2 separate regions of the Zea mays genome follow, and region 1 is linked to region 2. A link is a contact called in public Hi-C data. All regions are on one chromosome and are shown on one strand. Each heading gives the region's core, a stretch centred on a gene start, on an enhancer-like site or on the middle of the called end of the contact. The rest is flanking DNA. Distances are from core to core; before and after follow the strand shown. Region 1 overlaps LOC109939920 (a long non-coding RNA gene). Region 2 holds the start of LOC100272544 (RNA polymerase I specific transcription initiation factor RRN3 protein).

Region 1 (5,911 bases), core at 2,089-4,588, 110 kb after region 2:
GTGTCTCTTGCCTCAATTACAAGTGAGTGTTTGATCACAAGAAAGAATGCGAAAGAAAAGAAGCGATCCAAGCGCAAGAGCTCAAATGAACACTACAAATCACTCTCTCTAGTCACTAAGGCTTTGTGTGGAGTTGGGAGAGGATTTGATCTCTTTTGTTGTGCTTTGCAATGAATGCTAGCTCTTGTATAGTAGTTGGAAGCTGGAAAACTTGGATGCAATGAATGGTGGGGTGGTTGGGGTATTTATAGCCCCAACCACCAAACTTGACCGTTGGTGGAGGCTGTCTGTCGTATGGTGCACCGGACAGTCCGGTGTACACCGGACATGTCCGGTGCGCCAGCCACGTCACCAATGTCGTTGGATTCTGACCGTTGGAGCTTCGGTCTTCTGGGCCCGCCTGGATGTCCGGTGCACACCGGACATGTACTGTTCACTGTCCGGTGTGCCAGCGCGCGCGTGCCTGCCTTCTGCACGCTTCTGGCGCGCATTAAATGCACTGCAGGTAGCCGTTGGCGCGAAGTAGCCGTTGCTCCGGAGTTGCACCGGACAGTCCGGTGTACACCGGACATGTCCGGTGAATTATAGCGGAGCAGCCGCTGCGTTTTCCCGAGGCTGGCGAGTTCCTGAGGCGGCTCTTCCTTGGAGCACCAGACACTGTCCGGTGTACACCGGACAGTCCGGTGAATTATAGCGGAGTGCCTCTAGAAATTCCCGAAGGTGGCAAGTTTGAGTTGGAGTCCTCTGGTGCACCGGACACTGTCCGGTGTACACCGGACAGTCCGGTGCCCCAGACCAGAGGTGCCTTCGGTTGTCCCTTTGCTCCTTTGTTGAATCCAATATTTGATCTTTTTATTGACTGAGTGTGAACCTTTTACACCTGTATAACTTATATACTAGAGCAAACTAGTTAGTCCAATTATTTGTGTTAGGCAATTCAACCACCAAAATTATTTAGGAACTAGGTGTAAGCCTAATTCCCTTTCATGAAGTGTAAGCCTTACCAAAGGAGATGGTTAAAGCCTTACCAGTTTTACACTCTGCAGAGGTTGCACATCTTTACCCACAAGTCGTGGTACCCATTTTCCATGGGGTTGTACGATCCCATACACCTCTACCGAGGAAGCGAGACAGGGTAGCACTACGAGGCATTTCCAAAGTTCCACTAGTTCAAGAAAACCCACTACAGTTTTAGGAAGAAGGAAGCATAGGAATCCCTTGTCCGAAATGTCATCACAGGAGTTCGACCCAAGAACCTCCCTATACTCTACAGCGTCGCCTCCCCGCTTGCCCCTTTCGGGTAAGGTAATCTCTCCCTAGCTTTCCTAATTACTTGGCCAAGGGCGTCCCATTCCACCCTTGTGGTAGCACTGTTTTCCCAGGTGGTTCTCCATGTTCCAATTAACATGATGATCTTATCATGAACAATAATTAAAACAAAAACAAAATTGGAACATGATCATAATATAACATTAATTTCCCAAAACCAGTAGAGCAATAACAAATTTATCCAATATTTCTTTTATTTGCAAGGTGTGGGACAACAATACTAGGGATACCTATTAGGTCCCATCAAATTAACCCGAGCATGTCATAGTGGTTAACAGGAACATTATTAGGTAAATAAGAGTGATCAAGGGCACAACTTGCCTTAGACTCGAGATCTTAGAAACCAAGTTGGTCTTCAGATTCTCGTGACCTCTCCGCTATTCACAGCAATACATACAAACAGACAAAAAGTACATAAAATAACAGTACACCAGACATGAGAACAAACGACGTCAGAATATTCTACGTGATGCTACGAGATCGTGAGTCCGAGAATCACTAAAATCAGAGTTACTGTTAGTAAGATATGGTTTTCGGAAGATTTTCGTGATTAAATAATAAAACTAAATTCTATGTTGATTAATGTAAATTATATGAGAGAATATATTAAAGTGATAACTAATTCAACTTTACTCTAAGTAATAACCTGAGCAGGGATCATATCCTAGTTTGGTTATAATTATGGATACATTAAGAAAGATTAATCTACCAAAACATAGGTTAGATAATATCTATTTATAAAAGTTATGGGACATGACCAAATAATATTGGTACTGTGTAGGCAACTTTATTACGAAACTAACACAACTTGAACGGATCAAAACGGAGTTAAAATGCACTAGATATGGATTATCTAAATTTGTTTATATAAATATTATGCTTAAAATATTCCCCATGGGCTGTTTTGAAACTTCTGTGGACCTAGTTGTGAAATTCAAGGACTTATTTATAATAATTCCCTGCTTGTGTGGACGGCGGGTTGATTTTACAAAAGCCGAGGGGCTCTTTATGAGGTTTGGCTCGGCTGTATTAGCCCCGTGCACATCACAACCGATAGATATGAGATCAATGTCACATATTCAACCAACGAAGGGGTAAGCGCCTAGTCTAATTGCAGCCGTACGATTTTGATCCAACGACTTTGATCACTCTGACCGAACCGTCAAGCTGATCTAATCCCAACCGTTTCTCCGTGAATCAACGGCCCATGATTGTCATCCTTCTACTGACATGAGCTCCGCGGCGGAGCCGGGGTATCTACGACGGCCCATCGCTGGAGTTGGGCGCCCCTCCCAACTCTGAACACCCCATCGACCAACCCCCGGTGTAAAACAAATATCTCGCATCGAAGAAAAATGTGAGGGGCTTCTTACGTGTGATTACGTGATGCCGGTGGATACCCACGCCACGGGGAGGTGCGTTCTGTGGCAGAACCCGAAACTCCAGCGACAAATTCTCGTGCCCCGATTGCCCTGCAATGCTTGAAAACGATGCTCCTGTGTTCATTGCATCCAGGCAACACTCCTGGCCCACATGCCAAACTCTGGTCGCCTGCACAGACGAATAACGACGGCGGCGACATCTTTGGCCTCAACCTCACTCTCTCACGGTGGTCGGTGGTGTTGGTACGACCCCGTTTGGGGATGGCTAGGGGCATTGAGTCATCAGATTTATAGCCCATGGAGGGCAAAGTCTGAGCGGAAGAGGTGGCGCGTTGCCAGGCTTACTGGGGATCTCGACCATTCTGTTACACTAGAACGAGCGAGAGGGGAGGAATCACGCCGACCTGATGGCCCTACATGCGCGTGACTGTGAGCGCAGAAGTGAGAGTTGATCTGACGAAGGGGGGTCCCACGCAGTGGAGGGTGTTGGCCGAGGAGGACTTACGCGAACTTGGGCTTGGAGCTGGGTTCAGACGCGACAAAGAAGATGGGTCTGACCAAGGTGGCCCGCGACCGCGAGCTAGTGACATAAACACATGTGCGCGTGGGGAAGACATTGCCCAACACCCGGGCCCTACTCGTCAGCGACTGCAAAAGTGTGTGGACTGGGCTGGCGTGGGTGGAAAAGGAGGAGGATGGGCTGAGCGGGGGAACGACGAGACTGGACCGGCTTAAGGAATTCGGTCCAGTGAGGGGTGAGTTCCTCTTTTTATTTTATTCTCCTATTTTGGTTTTCAATTTCAAATTTCAAGTTTGAATTCAAATCTGATATGCACAAACAAAAATTCCAGCATGATGCAAAGTATATGGATATTTATTATTGCTATTCTTATTTCTCTAAGTAAGAATACATTTAAAACATATAACTTAATAAAGATCAACCCACACAATCAAATAATTAAGGATCCCTTTTCCTACCATTCATTAAATAAAATAAGTAATAACCTTATCCATTTAAATGTTTATTACATATTCAAAAATGGTCATGAAACCTTTATTGGTTCGCACTTTGGTGAAATTCATTTGGAGAATCTTTCAAGTATAAGTTTTAAATGAAAGGATTATTTTAACTCCTCAAGGCTCATTTCATTTAGTCATTTGTTTCACAGTATTTTAATCTTGAGATAAACTTTTCCTAATTTACCTAAAACATGATTTTAGGGTATTACATGGCAATTATGTTTGCTACTCCTCGGAGGCTATAGTTAAATAGGAGTTTTTAAACATCCATATCTTCCACGATTTAAATTTGTTTCGTACCATTTAAGTTATGTTAGTTTCGTAGTAACGTCAGCTGCATGTTAAAAAGTTTATGTTGTTGCGACGCACGTCTGCTTTAATTATTTTTTAATTAGTTGTTTATCCAATGTTAATTAAAATAGTAATCTAGTTAAGACTAGACTATAGTTTTAATTCGCACTTTATAAATACATGTCAATGTGATTATGTCTACTCAAATATTTACTCAGATATTTCAAATTAATGGTTGCTTAGTATACAAACGATATTGATTAACAATCCTCGCATGTCGTGTCTTTTTAAGATTAGCTGTTTAAATGTGGCAAGTGCTACACATTGTTTATAAATATACTAGGTATATGCTCGTACGTTGCTACGAAATCAATATGATAAAATACATTGATATACAATGGCTCACAGTCTAGCATAGGTAGGAATAATTGTATAAAGCAGCTACGACCATTAAACAAAGATGGGATGGACAATAATACATGTAGTAGAGACCATTCCTTTCATCAGTTGCAGGCTATTAGGCTTGTCATTGCGCTTCCTCGGTCCATGCGTTAATCCTGCAAGAGTAGAAGTCCACTGATTCATAACTCATCAGAGAGATGAACTGAATGGAATCGTTGGTAAGGAATATTGGATATTCGAGTTCACTTTCATCGAATGCTTAAACCATATCTTCAACTCATAAATTCGGATCGAAGCAATACATATCAACTACCTGTCATATCTAGAAGTGAACTGATAGGAATGGGGCGCCTAATTCAAGTTTAAATGACGTCATATTAAAAGCAGATATGATTCCTAAGGATCTTCTATGTTTTTTAAAAGATGCAAAAAATCATTGCTAGAAATCCATTAAAATACCATGTAAGAATCAAGGAGTAACCCAACCGCCAGTGATCCTGATCTTCAAGATAAGAGCCATCACTCCACCTCATAACTTAAATAGCAAGAACATTTTCCTTGTCTGGATCACAAGGATGGCAGCAATCGGTAATTTCAAACTCAGATGGCAGCCTGCTAGCCTGACTGCGCCATAAGAACTATTGTCTCCAAAGTGTCCTAAAAAGGAAAAAAGAAAAAAAAGCGGGCAGCCAGCAGCCCAACACTCCTAATCATAACCAAAATATATAAGCTATCATATTTTGGGGTGCAATTTGAAAAACTATGTTCCTATAAAAAACAAAATTGTCTACATCTAAGCAAAACAATTCACAACAGTAAAACATGATTTATAAGTTTGGGGAGTGGAAGAACTTCACTTCTTTCAAATAGAGAGTAGAAGATACTAAATGGAAACTAAAATGCTGAAGAGATGTATACATGTAAACTTTTTGGATACCGCACGATAAACAATTTGTGGTTGCATATTATCGTGTATTCCACTTCTTAATAGACAACAACCTTTTAAGGGGAGCACACAGAAGTTATGAATCAAATATTGAAATAGATACCAGCAAATTAATCCCATGAAAGGAACATCAAATACACATTAAGATGTACAAATAGAGCGAACATTAACCTGATCACAATGCCATTTCAGCTTGTAGTGCAGCCAGCTCATCGTATTTAGCTATAACTTTCTGTGAAGTAGGGCAAGCTAGTTGCTTGTTTCCTGGGACATGCACTGGATGCACCGAAAGAGCTGCAACAGGCTCTAGAAGCTTAGATTCCAACTCTTCTCCTTCCAGCTCTTCAGGTTTTGCATCTAGTTCATCCTGTAAGTTTTTTCGGTGCAATGGGTGCTTAGTGTGTAAAACTATGCACAACAAGGTTGCAAATCTCAAATGTCCACCATGGTAATGTGATGACCGGCTCGTCCCTTGCCAAAAGTGCAAAATGATTAAAACCATATGTGTTGAGACGAGAATTTGTTTTCTTTCTGGAGAATC
Region 2 (5,321 bases), core at 2,223-4,722:
TGGTGCATGTGAAAAAAATGCACAGTAGGATTGTAAACTATGGACATGGTATTATTAAACAAACAGTACCTCGGCAAGAAGACAGGTTTGTAAGATAAGTGGATTGAAGAAAACATGTTGAGTACTAAGAAATGCATGAAGGCATCAGATAGATATAATAGCACATAACTTACATTATGTTGAAACTGGACAACATTAGTTTGCATCCTATTTTTTAGCTACCCCTCGCTCAACCCAATAAAGAATCAGAGAAAAGAACGAAGTCAAGGACAACAACAGAGCCATGGGGAGAGGTTATAGTTTTTATGAACCATACATGTGCCAATTGTCTATAAAGAATTCAAGTTGGGACTATCTGTAAACAGACACAACAGCTATTGAAAAAAATAAAATAGCCTATAGGAATAACACTTACAGCTTTGCTATCAAACAACTTTGGCATACTCCTATCAATTATATCCTTTAACATCCTTGGTGCCAAGGGCACAGTGTCAGAAATCATTTTCAAACTCTCTTGCAACTGAGAGTAGATTTTTTCCTTCTTTGGAAGCCACCTTGGCTCCTCAATGTAACGAATGAGGGGTCCAGGTGGAGTGAAATTATTCACAAGCATCTGCAAACATTCTCTGAGATATTGGTCTGCCACAGCAGCCTACACGAACACAGATCCATCAGAAACTCAAACAAACATAAAAGCAGAAAACTCTGGATATACAACTGAGGAAGTATACCAATCTGGTTATTAAATCCAAAAACACCACCCTCGTGTCACTGTGCAAGTGCCAGACACACATGGTAAATATCTGAAAAAGAATAATTTTAGTAACATTTCATTCACTCAACAAAAATAAAGGGATGACCACTCAGGGTTACATTACATTGTGTAGAAGTGCATGATGATACACGGTGTCTATCTTGGATACTGCTTGTGATAGTGCCCTCAAAATAGTCTGGAAAAAGGTAGGGCATAAGCATGAAATAGAATTAACAGTGTAGAAAGGTGGACATGTTGAAATAGAGTTGAGTTACGAACTTACAACAAACATAGCTTCATCATCTGTACTCCTTTTCTTGGTAGGGTCTATAATGCCTAGCATGTAATCATAATAATCTTTGTCCCTTATGTCAATTAAAAACGGATCCTAAATGATAGATCAACATGTTAATACCTTGACATTGTACTATACGAGTAACTCAGGAATTCATTAAAAAGACAGTACAATTTTGCTCTGAAGTTCTCATAAGTCCTTGTTTGGATGATATCGAAAGCAAAATAAAAAACGGAATGAATTCCTTAACGTAGGGGACAAGTTAAAGGCAGTGTACTCAAATTAGCAGACTGAGCTCAGACAAGAAATACAAATTTTAAATGGCATACATATTGCTCAATAACTTATGTATTTTGGGTTCTGCTTGGTGAGTCTTTTAAATGACAAGGCATTACTCCAATCTTCACTGAAGTACATAGCTACAACAAGCAAAAAGAACATGACTGTTACCTACTCTCTAATGAAGGCAAATAAACACTGCAGGTACTTTCATTTGTCCACCTGTTAAAACATGTATTGTGTACAAGCTTCCTTAATATAGTGGTTTTGAGGTGTAAAAGCAGAAGAATCATGCATTTGTTAATTAAAAACCCGCAATTTGAAAATGATCAGCTTTCAATTTCCCTGACTCCACATCTCACATGCATCTGGCAAATTTGACCATGTCTTCACCAGCAAGCTTTAGTTTCTAACTCAATGCAGGAAAATAAAGTTCACCACAAGTCTCAGCTTTGTTCTGGAGAGTATGTTCAGAACATGAGACTTTAATGTTTAACAAATTATCAACAGAAGCTGGCAAAAGATGTATGCCATTTAATTAGTTAACTTCTAGCAGATAGAAGCAATTTAGACGAGAGATCTACAGAACTGATCCACAGGGGCGGAGGCTCATGGAGGGGAAACTGCCACCACCCCCCTCCTCTGGAACAGCAGTAACTCTAATAGCATACAATCCTCATGGATGCTTTATAGGATGCACCTATAGTCATGATTTGAGAAGTTTGGTAGCTAATACAGTAGCAGCTTTTGCAATTGCCCCTCCTTGCTTTTGGATCACCCTCCGCCGCTGCTGATATGAAACAAAACCGGAGATAGAGGACAACGATTGGTGAATTCCTGGACTTGATAACAAATATTTGTCAGATCCGCACTTGGTTCTGCTTTAGTGTTTTCATCCAGCAGATGCTTAGGTTTGAATACAAGGTTTCTCAATACAAGGTTTGAATACTACACTTTTCTGTATCAGGGTGCTTTCTCAATACAAGGTTTGAATACTGCACTTCTCTGTATCACATTCTAGCGTCCTAAATCCTAGGAGACCTTAGTTGAGGTACAAGCAGAGCTACTATATTGCATCTGAACATATAGTCCAAGTTCAGGGGGTTCACCAATTTACTTGCCAAGCTCCACTGAATGCTCAAAAAAAATGCTTAACAAATGAAGCAATAAAGTGAAGCATAGCAAGATTGAAGATACAGATTCTTAAGTACTTCCAAGTCCAACGAGAATACTAATCATCCAAGGCAAATAATAATCCACCTAAATCAATGTCCAGTCATATTACACAGCAACGAACTGAGGATGGAAGGCCCGTACCATCCGCACGGACTGCAGGACTTTCCCGACAAACTCGAACACCTCGGAGTCCCTGAAGGTCCCCTGCATATCTTCGTACCCCTGCTCCGCCCCCATCGCCAGCTACCCCCAACACCTCCTCACGGGAAGAATCTCAGCAATGGGATCTACAGAAACCACAGAACGAATCAAGACGAATCCGTGGACGAAGTGGAGAGAATTCGGGAGAAGGCGATCCGGGACAGGGACCGGCTGTCAGTGGCGGACGATGCGCCAAAATCAAGGTGTTACTAACGCGGAGCCGTGGAGCTTTGTGCCGGAACCCCAGCGGGGAACAGGAGCCGAGCGGGGCGGCTGGACCTGGGCAGGGGCGCGGCCGCGCGGGGCGGGGCGGAGCTCGGCACCTCGGCCTGAAGGCGGGTCCGCGCTTCCGCGAGAGGAGCTCCTCTGCTCGGCGCCCGCGGCGAGGAGCTCGTCCAGTCGTCCTGCCGAGCGGGCGGGCGGCCTGGGCGGAGCTCGGGTAGGCGGCGCCTCAGCCTGGGCGCGGGCAGGTCCGGTCGGAGCTCACGGCTGCCCGGCGCCGGCGGTCCGGGGCGACGGAGCTCGGAGGCGCGGCGTGGAGGCCTGGCGTGGCGTCGGCGGCTCGGCGGACGACGGGATGAGTCGCGTGGAACAGGATGCCTCCTAGGGTTAGGAATTACTACTATTTTTTATTTATTGATGATTGATGGTCTCCTGTTGCCTGTTGGATGGCTAGGGTTTTTGTGTGGGAGCGAGAGGGGGGCGCGTGTAGGACGCGAAGTTTAGGGCTCTTCTGGAATTACAGGAATCATATTCACAGAAAAATATAGAAAACGGGAAATTTTCCTGCAATACAACGGCCAGCGAAACTCGCGTATCCTAGACGGGTTCCGCCTCGCGTATCCTGGGCGGATAATTGCCCGTGATCCCTGTTCCGATCTTCTTATGGGCTAGGCCAACAGCGATCCCGAACCAAAACGGCCCCACCCGTAAATGGAACTAGGTAGTAGTTTATTTGGGCCAAACGATGATTTGGGCTTAATGGCTTTTGTTTTGTTCGTGATCAATCGAACGCCAGGTGTATTGACCATTTACAACTCTATTAGGGTTTGTTCGGTTATCTCTCAATCCATGTGGATTGAGTGGGATTGGGTGGGTTAAAATCTCAAATAAGTCAAACTCCTTCTTAATTTTTTCCAATCTCATCCAATCCATGGGTAACGGGATTAACCGAACAAGACCTTAGAGATAGACTACGACTACGGTTACACCCAGATTAAGGCCTTGGTTGTGTTTGGTTCCTTTAGTCACTTATTGATTAAAATATAGTCGCTAAAGTATCTCGTTTGATTACAGTGACTAAATCAGACTAAATAGCATTAATTGTTACTAGCTGAGTGTCCGTGTGTTGCAATGGGAATATATAATACCAGTATAGTATGATAATTTATATACAAAATGTGTGTTATATTGTTATGAGAAAATGTTTTAAAATCAATTTGTGATCCTAACCATACATAAATTTTGTTATTTTAATCTAGTCGTTTCACCACTACATTGCAACCATCAGTATCATGCAGACTTCGATATATGTCACGATTTGTATGGTCTCATCATTGGAGAGTACGTTCCACACATACCGGAAGAAATTTCCCCGTACATCGTTCGTCATCAGACACGCACCATCATACGCTCTTACTTAAACAAAAAGGTAAATATGTGTGTTTGCGAAGAGAATTAAACGCAGGCCGGCACAAAAGCTACCCTGACTAAATCAGACTAAAGAGCATTAATTGTTATGAATAATGATTGTATTACCTCTATTAATTAGTGGATGTTTGCTGCAAAAGAAAGTGAATAGAGCAAATAAGGTAAAAATGCTACTTCAGTCTCTTCATTCCCTTGATGGCTAAAGAACTAAAGTTTAGTCACCCCATTTTAGTCATTATGATTACTTATTTAGGGACTAAAAGTGACTAAACTTTAGGCACTAAACTTTAGTCACCTTAAACCAAACGGGACCTAATTCGTAGGAAGAAACGAAACCTCTCGAAGTGGATAGCTAAAAAGAAATGACAGAAAATGATTCTAAGATTGTTTCCTAGTTTACTTATTCCATCGGTTTCTTTATTCATGCATTCCGTTCATAATCTTATTTGTAGTCATATGCATCCATATACAACTGTTGTGCAATGATTTATCGTAACAGTTCGGAGCAGACAACCGCTCCTCAATTAATCTGAAGATTCTGAACGAACAACACTTTCATGTATCAGTTTTTCAGACAAGCAATATATGACCAATTTGTTGTCACAAGTCAAACACTACACTAGTGTTCATCGATCGGTCGTCGTAGCTCGGCAGGTGATCCATGTTGTAAACAACTAGAACAGGAGGCGCCCTTACGGGCGCCCTATCAACAGAGCGTCAGCCATATTGGCGTACCAGAACATTTTTAATTCCTATCTCCGAGATTCCAAATGTTCCATGCTTCAATGTTAACTGCCCTTGTCGCCATCATGATGCTTATTTTTCTCATAACGCGTTTCTTTTCACTAAAATGAGACTCGAGATAAAACTCAGGTTCACTTACACTTCTATCTTATGCACAGAACATAAAGAGTTTCCCAGCCTGGTTGCTTCATTTGCAACAAAACAAATCTACAACACTCTACC

The links. A called contact is a pair of places that touch in the nucleus more often than the background predicts.
Region 1: a Hi-C map of leaf shows a contact between it and region 2, with 7 times the contacts expected there. The contact joins the enhancer-like site here to the promoter of LOC100272544 in region 2. A contact is called at or near these places in 3 of 25 Hi-C or Micro-C datasets (endosperm and leaf).

Annotation. Positions count from the first base shown.
Region 1 is chr5:54,269,228-54,275,138 of Zm-B73-REFERENCE-NAM-5.0, forward strand. LOC109939920 (a long non-coding RNA gene) reads right to left here. Exons shown (of 4, transcript XR_004849425.1): 3 at 5,542-5,737; 4 at 4,298-4,579. It also overlaps the pseudogene LOC118472011. Among protein-coding and RNA genes, the nearest start is that of LOC109939920, 5.5 kb to the right of the region's middle. Within about 2 kb of position 3,339, at least 19 of the 20 cell types and tissues checked have an H3K27ac peak or open chromatin away from gene starts, as enhancers often do. A contact at or near this core is called in endosperm and leaf, where this site is marked.
Region 2 is chr5:54,161,217-54,166,537 of Zm-B73-REFERENCE-NAM-5.0, forward strand. LOC100272544 (RNA polymerase I specific transcription initiation factor RRN3 protein) reads right to left here and starts at 3,473. Exons shown (of 16, transcript NM_001359658.1): 1 at 2,920-3,473; 2 at 2,646-2,791; 3 at 1,038-1,142; 4 at 879-950; 5 at 732-803; 6 at 416-652. The coding sequence starts at 2,741.